Regions from separate parts of the Canis lupus genome. Here region 1 is linked to region 2. A link is a contact called in public Hi-C data. All regions are on one chromosome and are shown on one strand. The core of a region is the stretch at or near the end of the contact, and the rest is flanking DNA. Distances in the headings are between cores, read along the strand shown. Region 1 holds the start of BCDIN3D (RNA 5'-monophosphate methyltransferase). Region 2 has its middle 30 kb from the start of TMBIM6.

What was found. Hi-C and Micro-C count contacts between places; a contact is called where the count stands out from the background.
Region 1: a Hi-C map of blood shows a contact between it and region 2, with 2.8 times the contacts expected there. The contact joins the promoter of BCDIN3D here to the enhancer-like site in region 2. A contact is called at or near these places in 4 of 9 Hi-C or Micro-C datasets (amygdala and blood).

What each region holds. Positions count from the first base shown.
Region 1 is chr27:41,798,711-41,805,083 of UU_Cfam_GSD_1.0, forward strand. It overlaps BCDIN3D (RNA 5'-monophosphate methyltransferase), which reads right to left and starts at 2,697. Exons shown (of 2, transcript XM_038577608.1): 1 at 2,426-2,697. The coding sequence starts at 2,656. The region is part of intron 3 of LOC119866371 (a long non-coding RNA gene); the gene reads left to right.
Region 2 is chr27:41,734,607-41,741,220 of UU_Cfam_GSD_1.0, forward strand. No RefSeq gene overlaps it. Among named protein-coding and RNA genes, the nearest start is that of TMBIM6, 30 kb to the left of the region's middle. Within about 2 kb of position 2,090, at least 1 of the 20 cell types and tissues checked has an H3K27ac peak or open chromatin away from gene starts, as enhancers often do. A contact at or near this core is called in blood, where this site is marked.

The sequences.
Region 1 (6,373 bases), core at 1,447-3,946, 65 kb after region 2:
TGGGTGGAGGGGGGCAGTTTATGAACAGAGGAAATGAGAGAAGGGACTTCTGGAGTACTGACAATGTTTTATACTTGATCTGGACGATAAAGGTGTCTACTTTTTAATAATTCGTAAAGTATAAATACATGTTTTATGCACTTTTATGTGTGACATAGTTCACAAAAAATTCCATATTTTAAAAAATTATGGTTCAGAGGCTGACTTGTCCAATGTCACATGGTTAGTACATAGAAAGATTTTTTTTAAAGATTTTATTTATTTATTCATGAGAGACACAGAGAGAGAAAGAGGCAGAGACACAGGCAGAGGGAGAAGCAGGCTCTCTGCAGGGAACCCGATGTGGGACTCGATCCCGGGACTCCAGGATCATGCCCTGGGCCAAAGGCAGGTGCTAAACCGAGGATCCACCCAGGTGTCCCAGTACATAGAAAGATTTAGGCTACATTAGGTTCTTCCCTCTATACCAGGCTTCTCACACTTTAATATCTATATTAACAATAATATGCATATCACCTATGGATCTTATTAAAAATAAAAATGCTGATTTAGTAGATTGTGGGGTAGGGGAGACTGACATTCTGTATTTCTTTTTTTTTTTTAATTAAGATTTTATTTATTTATTCATGAGAGATAGAGAAGGAGAGACATAGAGAAGCAGGTTCCTTGCAGAGAGCCTGATGCGGGACTTGATTCCTGGATTGGGATCACACCCTGAGCGGAAGGCAATGCTCAACCACTGAGCCACCCAGGCATCCCTCTAGTTTTCTTTTTTTTACACATAGGCTCCATGCCCAGTGTGCAGCCCAAAGCAGAGCCTGAACTCACAACTCTGAGATCAAGACCTGAGCTGAGATCATGAGTCGGACTCTTAAGAGTCATCTAGGAGCCCTCTGAGATTCTGTATTTCTAATATGCTTCCACGTCATGCTGATGCTGTAGATCAAGGACCACATTTTGAGTAGGAAGGTCCTATACTATGCTCCTTAGTCTACCCATTTCTCTATTTCTTTCTTTGCTGACTCCCTCTTCCTATCTGATCTTGGGTATGCCAGTTTCAGTAGTCATTTTGTTACATCAGTCCCTCCTCCACATCTCTCCACCCTCTCCATCCTCAATTCCCCAATCTCAGAATACCCTAGAAGACTGAAAAAGAAAATGCAGACTCAAGGGCTCAATCACCCAAGATCCTGAATCAGTAGGTCTGGAGAGGGACCTGAGAGTTTCAGAAATGTAAAGAAAGCACCCTACAGGGGATCCCTGGGTGGCTCAGCGGTTTAGTGCCTGCCTTCGGATCCTGGAGTCCCGGGATCAAGTCCCACATCGGGCTCTCTGCATGGAGCCTGCTTCTCCCTCTGCCTCTCTCTCTCTCTCTCATGAATAAATAAATAAAATTTTAAAAAAAGAAAAAAAGAAAGAAAGCACCCTACAAATTATGGTACATCCATACAATTTTGAAGCTGCTAAAAAAAGAATGTAGTGACACGACTGCTCTCCAAATTAAGTGAAAAGCAAGGTGGAAAATAGTGTGCTCTTTATATAAGGTAGGATATTTATCCACATAGAAATGATTGTGTACACACAGGATGCATATCCAAAGAATGATAAACAGCGGTTGCCACTGTGTTAGGGGGAAAGGAGAATTTAGGGTCAGGAGTGGAGACTTGCTTTTTATTATATGCATAGGATTTGGAAGCATAGGGTCAGAATGTCTGCGTCTCTAGGACATGCTAGTAGTTAACAGATAGGTGTCGGAGAGACATTGTGATATTCTGGATGTGATTTCACTATAATCTCTCTATGCCTAAGAATACTTTGCGGTAAGAAGACGTGGCAATGCCTTCCTCTACCAGGAAGCTGTATTTTCCCTCTCGATCCTCTCCTCGGTACTCAGTCAACTCATTGCTTTTTAAATAAACATCCACTTGGCTCCATCCTACACTGCATGGCAGGCACGTGACTCTTAATTCCAGACATGATTCCGTCACCCCGGCTCACCTCGCACAGTAGAGCGATCCCAGCCCTACGTTCCCAAAGGTGGGTGTCCAGAAGCCCCCTCTCTGCAGCCTGGGGGTCCCCCAGCTGCGCTGGACAGGAGGCTAGCGCCGGAAGCCCAAATACGGCGGCCCTTCCCACAAGAGGTCTGGCCGTCAGGCAGCGAACGCACGGGACGGGATTGGAACCGAGTTAAAAATCATTCCTCCCCAGGATTCCTGAGCGGGATGGCGGTGGGTCCCCGATGGTCCCCGATGGTGGAAGGTCCGGCAGCAAGGGGGTCGGCCCAAGCGACCTCTTTAGAATCATTTTTGGGAAAGTCCTGGGGGTGGGGGGTGGGGTGATGTCACGCCCAAACCCAAGCCCCAGCGAACGCGGAGGAAGCCAGAAGTCGGGCTCCCCGACCTCCGACCCCGCCCCTGTCACTCACCCCAGAGTTACACCCCACGTCGAGCCCCAGGATCGGCCTCGTTTCGGAACTACTCGGCGGAAAGAGCCGGCGAAGCAGCTCCGGGGGCAGGAGGCGGAGCCGCTGTTCTGGAGGATGGAAGCGGGAATAATGTGGGAAATTTCCAAATGGGGCTGCCCCCGGTTCCAGAATTCGCGGTTCCTCTGCGGCCTCCTCAACGCCCCCGGCGGCCTGTCTCCCGGACGCCGCCATTAGGGAGTCGGGCCTCTGGGTTCCGGCGGAACCGGAAGTCGGGACCGGCTCGCCCGCGGCCGGGGCGCCAGCGCGCATGCGTCGAGTGGCGGAGGCGGATGGGCCCGAAGGCTGAGGTGCCCCGCAGATCGCTGACAGCCTCGCTACGACAGCACTACGACCTCGGAGGTGGTTAGTAACATACATTTTTAAGATTATTTATTTATTTATTCATTCATGAGAGACACACAGAGAGAGGCAGAGACACAGGCAGAGGGAGAAGCAGGCCTCCACGCAGGGAGCCGGACGCCGGACTCGATCCGAGGTCCCCAGGGTCACGCCCTGGGCTGAAGGCGGTGCTAATCCGCCGAGCCCCTCGAGCTGCCCCGTGGTTGGTAATATTATCCCGTTTTACATGGGGGGGGGGGGGGGGGAACCAACGCAGAGAGCTGAAGTGACTTGCCCAAGGCTGACATAGTTTCAACTGGAGCTGCCCAGAACAAGGAGGTTGTTGGGATGTTGGAAATCCATTTTGGGCCAGCTTCCTTCCTTTACAGGTGCATTAAGTGAGATCCAGAGGGGGAGAAACTACTTACCTAGAGTCACACAAGGAATCGGTGGTGTAGGCACTTGCTCCCGATTCATCCTATGGTTCCAGGAAAGGGTAGCCAGGAGCTAGGGATCCCTTGAAGGGTCGGAAGACCAAGATGGCCCTGACGGCCAGGCGGGTCAGGTGGATAAGGGCAGCTGTAATTTGTGAGCTCCTTGAGAGGCAAGGACCATGCCTTAAGAGCCAGCACTTACCAGTGATTATCGGGTGCCAGATGCCTGTCCAGGACCTCTACACATATTCATTCTTTCAATCCTCACATCAGTCCTGCGATGAAAAGACCGTAGTTATCCCTTTCTTATATATGAGGACGTTGTGGTGTAAGGAATTTGTAACCGGCTCAAGGTCAAGCAGTTAGAAATGATGGTACCAGGATTTGAACCCAGGCAGTTTGGCCCCAATGGGTGTGCTTGTCACCATTATGTTATTCTTAGCCTCTATCTCTTATACCTACCGTAGTGCCTGGCCCAAAGATGCTCGATAAATATTCGTTGAGGAATCCCTGGGTGGCTCAGCGGTTTAGTGCCCGCCTTGGGCCCAGGGTGTGATCCTGGAGACCTGGGATCGAGTCCCACATTGGGCTCCCTGCATGGAGCCTGCTTCTCCCTCTGCCTGTGTCTCTGCCTCTCTCTCTCTCTCTGTGTCTCATGAATAAATAAATAAAATCTTTAAAAAATAAAATAAATATTCGTTGAATGAAAACTATGTGGCCCCTGGGTAGCTCATGGTTTTAGCCTCTGCCTTTGGCTCGGGTCATGAACCTGGGGTCCTGGGATGGAGCCTTCCGTCTGGCTCCCTGCTCAGGTGGCAGTCCGCTTCCCCCTCTCCTCTGCCCCTCCCTCTCTGTTCTGCTCTCTCACTTTGTCTCTCAAATAAATAAATAAAATCTTTTTAAAAAAGAAAACTCAGTATCAATAAATGGTGCTAGGAAAATTGGATATTCATATGCAAAATAATGAAAGTGGATCGTGATCTTACACAAACATCAGCTCGAAATGGATTAAGAACTTAAATGTAAAAAAAAAAAAAAAAGAACTTAAATGTAAGACCTGAAACTATGATAGCTAGAAAAAAAGATAGAGGAAAACTGATCTTGGCAATGATTTCATGGATATGACACCAAAAGCACAGACAACAGAAGCAGAAGTAGACAAGTGAGACTACATCAAACTAAGAAACTTACTTACGCATAGCAATGAAATCTATTGATAGAGTGAAACGGCAACTTACAAAATGGGAGAAAATATTTGCAGACTATAGATCTGATAATGAATCAATTTCTAAAGTGTTAAAGGAACTCCTATAACTCAATAGCAAGAGAACTAATAACTGAAAAATGGGCAAAGGATTTAAGAAGACCTGTCTCCAAAGGAAAGCATGCAGATGGCCAACAGGTATATAAAAAGATGCTCAATGTTACGAATCATCAAGGAAGTGCCAACCAAAACTACAAAATGCAGGCAACCTGGGTGGCTCAGTAGTTTAGTGCCTGCCTTTGGCTCGGGGCATGATCCTGGAGACCTGGGATCAAGTCCCACGTCGGGCTCCCTGCACGGAGCCTGCTTCTCCCTCTGCCTGTGTCTCTGCCTCTCTCTTTCACGAATAAATAAATGAAATCTTTTTTAAAAACCCTACAAAATATCACCTCATGTTAGGATAGCTATTATAGAAGAGCAAAAACAAAGACAAGTGTTGGCAAGGATATGGAGAAAGTGGAACCCTTGTACACTGTTGGTGGGTATATTAAATGGTGCAACCTCTACAGAGATTCTTCAAAAAATTAAATAGAACTACCATATGACCCAGCAATCCCATATCTGGGTATTTATTCAAAAGAATTTTTTTTAATTTTTAAAATTTATTTATGATAGTCACACACAAAGAGAGAGAGAGAGAGAGGCAGAGACACAGGCAGAGAGAGAAGCAGGCTCCATGCATCGGGAGCCCGACGTGGGACTCGATCCCGGGTCTCCAGGATCGCGCCCTGGGCCAAAGGCAGGCACCAAACCGCTGCATCACCCAGGGATCCCTATTCAAAAGAATTTAAATCAAATTCTTGAAGAGAGAGAAGTAGCACTCTCGTATTCATTGTGACACTATTCACAAGATGTGGAAACAAATGTCCACTGGACAGATGAATCGATAAAAGAAATGTGGTATTATATACAATGGAGTATTATTCATCTTAAGAAGGAAGGAATCCTGTCATATGTGACAACATGGACAAACCTTGAGGACATTTTGCTAAGTGAAATAAGGCAGTCATGGAAGGCCAAACACTGCATGATTCTACTGATGTAAGGTATCTAAAATAGTCAAACTACTAGAAACAAAGAATATAATGGTAGTTGCTAGGGGCCAGGGGGAAAGGGATAGGAGTTGATAATCAATGGCTGTAAAGTTTCAGTTATGCAAGATGAATAAGGTCTAGAGATCTGTTGTATAATATTATGCCTATAGATAACAATATTGTGCTGTACACTTAAAAATCTGTTAAGAGGGTAGATCTCATATATATATTTTAAAGGTTTTATGTATTTGTTCATGAGAGACACAGACAGAGGCAGACAGGCAGAGGGAAAAGCAGGCTCCCTGTTAAGAGCCCAACGTGGGACTTAATCCCAGGACCCTGAGATCTCGCTCTGAGCCAAAAGCAGACTCTCAACTACTGAGCCACCCAGGTGCCTCGAGGGTAGATCTCCTATTAAGTGTACTTACCAGATGAAGTAAAATTTAAGAAAACAAAAACTCAATAGAAGCTGCAAATAGATGACTAAAGCCAGGTTTGTTTTGGGAAAATTAGAATGGAAAGAAGAAAGGAGCTGAAACAGACAAAGTGGAATGCAGGTGGCCAAAATCTGGGCTGAGCCAGGGGAAGGAAAAAAACAGCTGGTAAGGAGAGAAATCGAGGGGTTAGCCCAGGTAGCAGTTTCCAGTTAGAAGCCAGGATGGTTCAGAATAATCCAACAGGTTCAGCCAGAAGTCAACAGAGTTGTGTTGACCTCTCCCCACCTGGCCAGCCATCTTTTTTTTTTTTTTTTTTTTTTTTAAGATTTTATTTATTCATGAGAGAAACAGAGAGAGAGGCTGAGACACAGGCAGAGGGAGAAGCAGGCTCCATGCAGGGA
Region 2 (6,614 bases), core at 840-3,339:
TCCCATATCGGGTTGCTCGTATGGAGCTTGCTTCTTCCTCTGCCTATGTCTCTGCCTCTCTCTCTCTCGCTGTCTCTCATGAATAAATAAATAAAATCTTAAAAAACTATGAGCAACAATAAGTGTTTATTATTGTTTTAAACCACTAAGTTACACAGCAGTGGATAACATACAAATAGTGATTAGTTGATGATTTAAAGAATATTTAGGGGATCCCTGGGTGGCTCAGCGCTTTAGCGCCTGCCTTTGGCCCAGGGCGCGATCCTGGAGTCCCGGAATCAAGTCCCTCATTGGGATCCCGGCATGGAGCCTGCTTCTCCCTCCTGTGTCTCTGCCTCTCTCTCTCTCTCTCTCTCTTTCTCTCTATCATAAATAAATAAATTTAAAAAATAAAGAATATTTAATGCATAAGTGAAGAATGTTATTGTGATTGTTATTTGAGTGTTGTTTCAGAGCATACTGAAGTATTTACAGATGCATTAAGATGCTGAGATTTGCTTCAAAATAATACAGTTAGGTGGCAGCAGGCAGGGGGCGGTATAGATGAAGTGAATGGTCATGAGTTTATACTGGTTGTAGCAATAGACATACTCATAGTCTTCTCTACTTTTTGTGTTGTTGAAATTTGCTATAATAAAACATTATTAAAAATAAAACATTATGAAAAAAAAGGTACTTACGGTGGTCCACACAAGAGAAAAGGTGGCTGCAATAGAGCAGTAGTTATAAGGGTTGTAGAAAAGATGATGGAAGCAAAATATTCAGAAAGCAAATGTTTAGGCCTTAATGACTGAACAGACCTGGGGAGGTGAGAAAGGAGAATCAAGGGTGACTCTGGGATCTGGATAGACCTACCGGACGCTTGCCAGCTGTGCAAGCTTGGACGAGTTACTCAGCATCTCTGTGCTCATTTTCCCTCTCCCTCTGCCTCTCCCCCACCCCTCAAATAAATAAAAAGTCAACAACAACAACAACCCAGTACTACCTAAAGGATTAAATTAATTAAAATACATAAAGCACTTAGAACAGTATTGAGCACATAGTAAACCCTCAAAGTGTTAGCGCTTCCACTGGGGAGGCCCAGGACTCCCGTGGGATGGTGGTTTTGGCTTTGGACATATTGAGAGTACAGTGGTGAGGGACTTTCATGAAGCTGTCAACAGGCATTTGCATCCCAATCTGAAGTTCAGGAGGGAAGCTGGAGATAGAGATGTGGATGATTTGATACATCTTATTTTATCTTATTTTTTATTTTTTAAATTTTTATTTAAACTCAGTTAAAATATAATGTATTATTGGTTTCAGAGGTAGAGTTCAGTGATTCATCAGTCTTACATAACACCCAGTGCTCATTATATCACGTGCCCTCCATGACGTTCATCACCCTGTGTCACTCTGTCCCCCCGCCCCCCTCCCCTCCAGCAACCTTCAGTTTGTTTCCTATGATTAAGAGTCTCTTATGATTTGTCTCCCTCTCTGATTTTATCTTATTTGTTTTCCCCTCCCTTCCCCCATGATCTTCTGTTTTGTTTCTTAAATTCCACATGAGTGAGGTCATATGATAACTGTCTTTCTCTGATTGACTTATTTCGCTTAGCATAATACCCTCTAGATCATCCAGGTCGTTGCAAATGGTAAGATTTCACTTTTTTTTTGATGGCTGAGTAGTAGTCCATGGTGTGTGTGTGTGTGTGTGTGTGTGTGTATACATACATATACACCACATCTTCTTTATCCATTCATCTGTCAATGGACATCTGGGCTCTCTCCATGGTTTGGCTATTGTGGACATTGCTGCTATAATCATTGGGGTGCAGGTGCCCCTTTGGATCACTACATTTGTATCTTTGGGGTAAATCCCTAGTAGTGCAATTGCTGGGTCATGGGGTAGCCCTATTCTCAACTTTTTGAGGAATCTCCATACTGCAACCTCCAGAGTGGTTGCACCAGCTTGCATTCCCACCAGCAGAGTAAGACGGTTCCCCTTTCTCTGCATCCTCGCCAACATCTGTCATTTCCTGACTTGTTCATTTTAGCCATTCTGGTTGTGGTGTGAAGTAGCATCTCATTGTGGTTTTGATTTGTATTTCCCTGATGATTCGGCACATTTTAAAACCTTAAGAGTGAGTCAGCCCTTTGGACAGACACTTCACCAAAGAAGATATACAAATGTCAATAAACACATGAAACAATGTTAAATATAATTAGATATTAGGCAAATGCGAACTAAAGCAACAATGAAATATACCTACTAGAATTGACTAAAATTTTTTTTAAAAATCGTGATAATACCAACTACTGGTAAAAATGTGGAGCAACTAGAGCCCTCATACTTTGCCAGTGGTAAAGTAAAATGGTACAACTCCTGGAAAACAATTTGGCAGTTTCTTTTAAAATTAAGTACCATCCAACCCAGCAATTGCACAGTTTATCCTAGAAAAGTAAAAATGTGTGTTCAAACAAAATCTTGTACATGAATGTTTGGAGAAGCATTATTGGTAATAACCAAAATCTGGAACAATCCAAATATTCTTCAACAGGCAAATGGATAAACTAACTGTGGTCCATCCAGACAATGGAATGCTCCTCTGCAGTAAAATGGACTAAGCCATAGCCATCTACAGCCACCTGGATGGATCTCAAGGCATTATTTTATGAAGAATGATTGAGCCCAACAGAACCCCAGGAAACTCGTATTTTTTTTTAAGATTTTTATTTATTTATTCATGAGAGGCACAGAGAGAGGCAGAGACACAGGCAGAGGGAGAAGCAGGCTCCATGCAGGGAGCCCGACGTGGGACTCGATCCCGGGACTCCAGGATCATGCCCTGGGCCAAAGGCAGACGTTAAACTGCTGAGCCACCCAGGGATCCCCAGGAACCTCATATTTAAGGAGCATATGGAAACCTCGTCCCTTGCTCTCTAACACAACACATGCTGCCTAGGTTTGGGCCCTACTGAATCTTGCCTGGGCTAGTGCTCCAGCCTCCTCACTGGCCTCAGCCCCTCGCCTTGGGTCTCTCCAGTCCACATTGCACACTATTTCTAGATGGATTTTCCTGATAGTAAACACTGAACTTTTTTTTTTTTTAAGATTTTATTCATTTATTCATGAGAGACTCACAGAAAGAGGCAGCAACACAGGCAGAGGGAGAAGCAGGCTCCCTGTGGGGAGCTGATGTGGGTCTCAATCCCAGGACCCCAGGATCACGCCCTGAGCCGAAGGCAGATGCTCAACCGCTGAGCCACCCAGGTGTCCAACCCTGAACTTTTCAATAGCACATTTTTGCTGTCAGGCTAGAGTCCAAACTCCTCCTTTATACAGCTTACCTCTGTCCTCTCATTTTTCTTTTTTCTTTTTTTTTTAATTTTTTAAAAATTTATTTGTGATAGTCACACACACACAGAGAGAGAGAGAGAGAGAGAGAGAGAGAGGCAGAGACACAGGCAGAGGGAGAAGCAGGCTCCATGCACTGGGAACCCGACGTGGGATTCGATCCCAGGTCTCCAGGATCGCGCCCTGGGCCAAAGGCAGGCGCCAAACCGCTGCGCCACCCAGGGATCCCCTCCTCTCATTTTTCAATGCTCCAGCCATTATGAACTCATCTTTATGCTATAGAATGTTCCATTTGGTCCCTCACTGCGAGGCTTTGGAATTTATATTTCTTTCTTTCTTTCTTTCTTTCTTTCTTTCTTTCTTTCTTTCTTTCTTTCTTTCTTTCTTTCTTCTTCCCTTCCTTCCTTCCTTCCTTCCTTCCTTCTTTCTTTCTTTCTTCTTTCTTTCTTTCTTTCTTTCTTTCTTTCTTTCTTCTTTCTTTCTTTTCTTTCTTTCCTTTCTTTCTTTCTTTCTTTCTTTCTTTCTTTCTTTCTTTCTTTCTTTCTTTCCTTTCTTTCTTTCTTCTTTCGATTGTATTGATCTATTTGACAGAGAGAGAGAGAGTGAGAGCACAAGCAGGGGAAGAGGGAGAAGCAGGCTCCCCACTGAGCAGGGAGCCTCATGCAGGGCTCGATCCCAAGACCCCCCGGAATCATGATCTGAGTTCAAGGCAGACGCTTCACCGACTGAGCCACCCAGGCACCCCGGCATTTCAAATTTTCGGCCTAGAGCTCTTACCCAACCCTCTGGGTGTGACTCAGTCACCGCCACCCTGCTGGTCTAGGTCTTGCTAGCACCTCGTGGAAGGAAGACTGGCCTATAGAGCCCCTTCGGCGGCCTCGAGAGCCCAGGGGTGCCCCCCATCACAGCACTAGCCACGTTCCCCTGGGATCAGCCACAGATTGTTTGGCACCAACCAGTAACACTGAGTCCCGAGGGAAGGGACCTGTCATCACATTCGCCTCTGGGCCCCCGGAGTCTAGCTGGGTGCTTCACACCCACCGAGTGTCCAACAAATGTTTGTCGTCTAAACAACGGCGTGGGTGGATGAGGAAATGAAGGAGTGAGCGGGGAGGTCCAAGTGCCCACATTCATATTCTCTCGGTGGGGCAACCCTGGGAGGGCACCCTGCATTCTCCCTTCTCTCCACTGGGTGACAGTTGAGGCCCGCAAACCTCTCAGATGGGCGCTGCTGCCGTTGCACCCCCTGGTGGCCACACATTCTCCAGCTGTTCTATTGGAAATGATTTTTTTTGTATCAAGAATCGCAAACAAAGAAAAGATGTGGTAAATTTAAATTAGGGAAAAATGACTCCTTAGAGTGCTCCTAGCCTGTGGGCTTCTACATGAGTGGGTGACAGAAGCTAGATTTCCTGCTGGCTTTTGCCACCTTGGGTCCCCCTGGGTGGCCCTACCGCCCAGACTCTTCCCTGCCCATCACTCTACCGCGAGGCCCTCCCTGCCTTTATCAGAGCTCTGTCTCCAGTCGTCCCTCCCTGCACACCCATGTCACCCCGGGTACTTCAGTGTCCTGTGGATGACCCTTCACCCCCCAGCTCCCAGGTTCCCTGCAGTGACTTCCCTTCTGCCTCATTTCGGCCAGTGGCCCCGGATGTGAAAGTCCACCCTTCCGCTCTCAGGCCGCAGCCACACGTGGATCCGGCCCCCACTTCCTCCCCCTGCTTCTCCCCTCCGCTGTGCTGGCACCCACCCCCAGCCCTGCCCCTTCACCCCTGCTCCTCCCAGCAGCCCCTGCCTCCCTGCCCTGCTTTCCCAGGCGGAATCACGGCTCCTCCCAGGTAGGCCTCGGCCTTGGCCTCGTTACTTGAGCGCTCTGAGCCTCACGCCCTCACACTGAAGTGGGGATGACCACACGCAGGCCTGAAAGAGTGTGGGCTGGAAACCGAGTCACTACGGGTGAGCACTTAGAATGGGCCTGGCACAGCCTACGTGGTGTCTGCTCCCAGGGGTTATCAGCGTCGTTCAAGCCGGAGCCCCTGGTGGTTGGCCACACCGGCCACCTCAGACTCCCTCATCAGCCAACCGGCCCTTGCACTAATCCCACCATCTTCCTTCTCCACACTTAGCGCCAGGCCTCTGCACCCGGGGAGACAAGAAACAGCAACCAGAGAGCTCCACGGCCCCTGGAGTGCTGCCGCCAGCCACCCCCCTTCAGCCTCTGCTGGCTCCAGGCCCATTTGGAAAGCCTTGATTGTCCTCAGCTCGGTCCCCCCGCTCTGTCGGCAGTGGCCATTCCACATCTTCACCACGCTCCCCATCCACATGCTGAGAAGTCTAAAGGCCCAAAGGGGTACCACTGATTGGGGTGAGTGGATAAACACGGCCACAGTATTTTGTAGTTTCCCACCGACGTGTGATGGCCCCTCACCTCCCACACTGATCCTCACAGCCCTGCGTGTTCCCTACTCTGTTCCCATCTCCTGAAACGCCTCCAGCGGACCCTCTGGAGTCGCTGCTCCTCACCTGCAAGCTCCCTCTGGACACGGTCTCTGTGAAGAGCACCCCTCCCTTCCTGCCTCTTCCTGAGGACGCTGCTTCTTTCCCTCAGCTCGTGTGTCACCAGCCCAGAAGGTGTGCAGCCGCCACCCTTCAGCTCTACTTTCAGGCCCTTCTTCTTCCCTAAAGTCCCTCAGCTTTAAATCTCCTGTTGACGCACGGTACCGCTCACTCTACCTCCCTTTTCCGCTCACCTATCAATCCCTGGGTTACTTCTCATTTCTGGAAGGCTTTAGCTCCTGCCTCATGCATTCCTTCTGATGCTAATCCTGTCCACGTTCTCAGAGATTCCAACATCCACACGGACAGTTCCAGGATCTCTTCTCTTCCAGTGACCTTGCCCTTTACCCTGTCTGAACCACTCACTCCCATGGTCATTCCTGGTCCTTGTCATCACCGACAACCGCAGTCCCTCTCTATTAGTGTCCCAGAGCTGCTGTAACAAAGCACCACCCACTGGGCAGTTTGAACAACAGAACGTTATTGCCTCACGTTTCTAGAGGCTGCAAGTCCGAGATCAAAGTGTTGGCTGGGTTGGTTCCTTCTTGGAGACCATGAGGGAGCATCTGTTCCCTTCGGACCTCTTCCCTAACTTCTGGTGGTTTGCTGGCAATCGTCATTTGGCATTCCTTGGCCTGTAGACACATCACCATAATCTCTGCCTGCATCTTCACATGGTCTCTCCCTGTGTCCCTATCTGTCCTTATGTCTTATTTTCTGC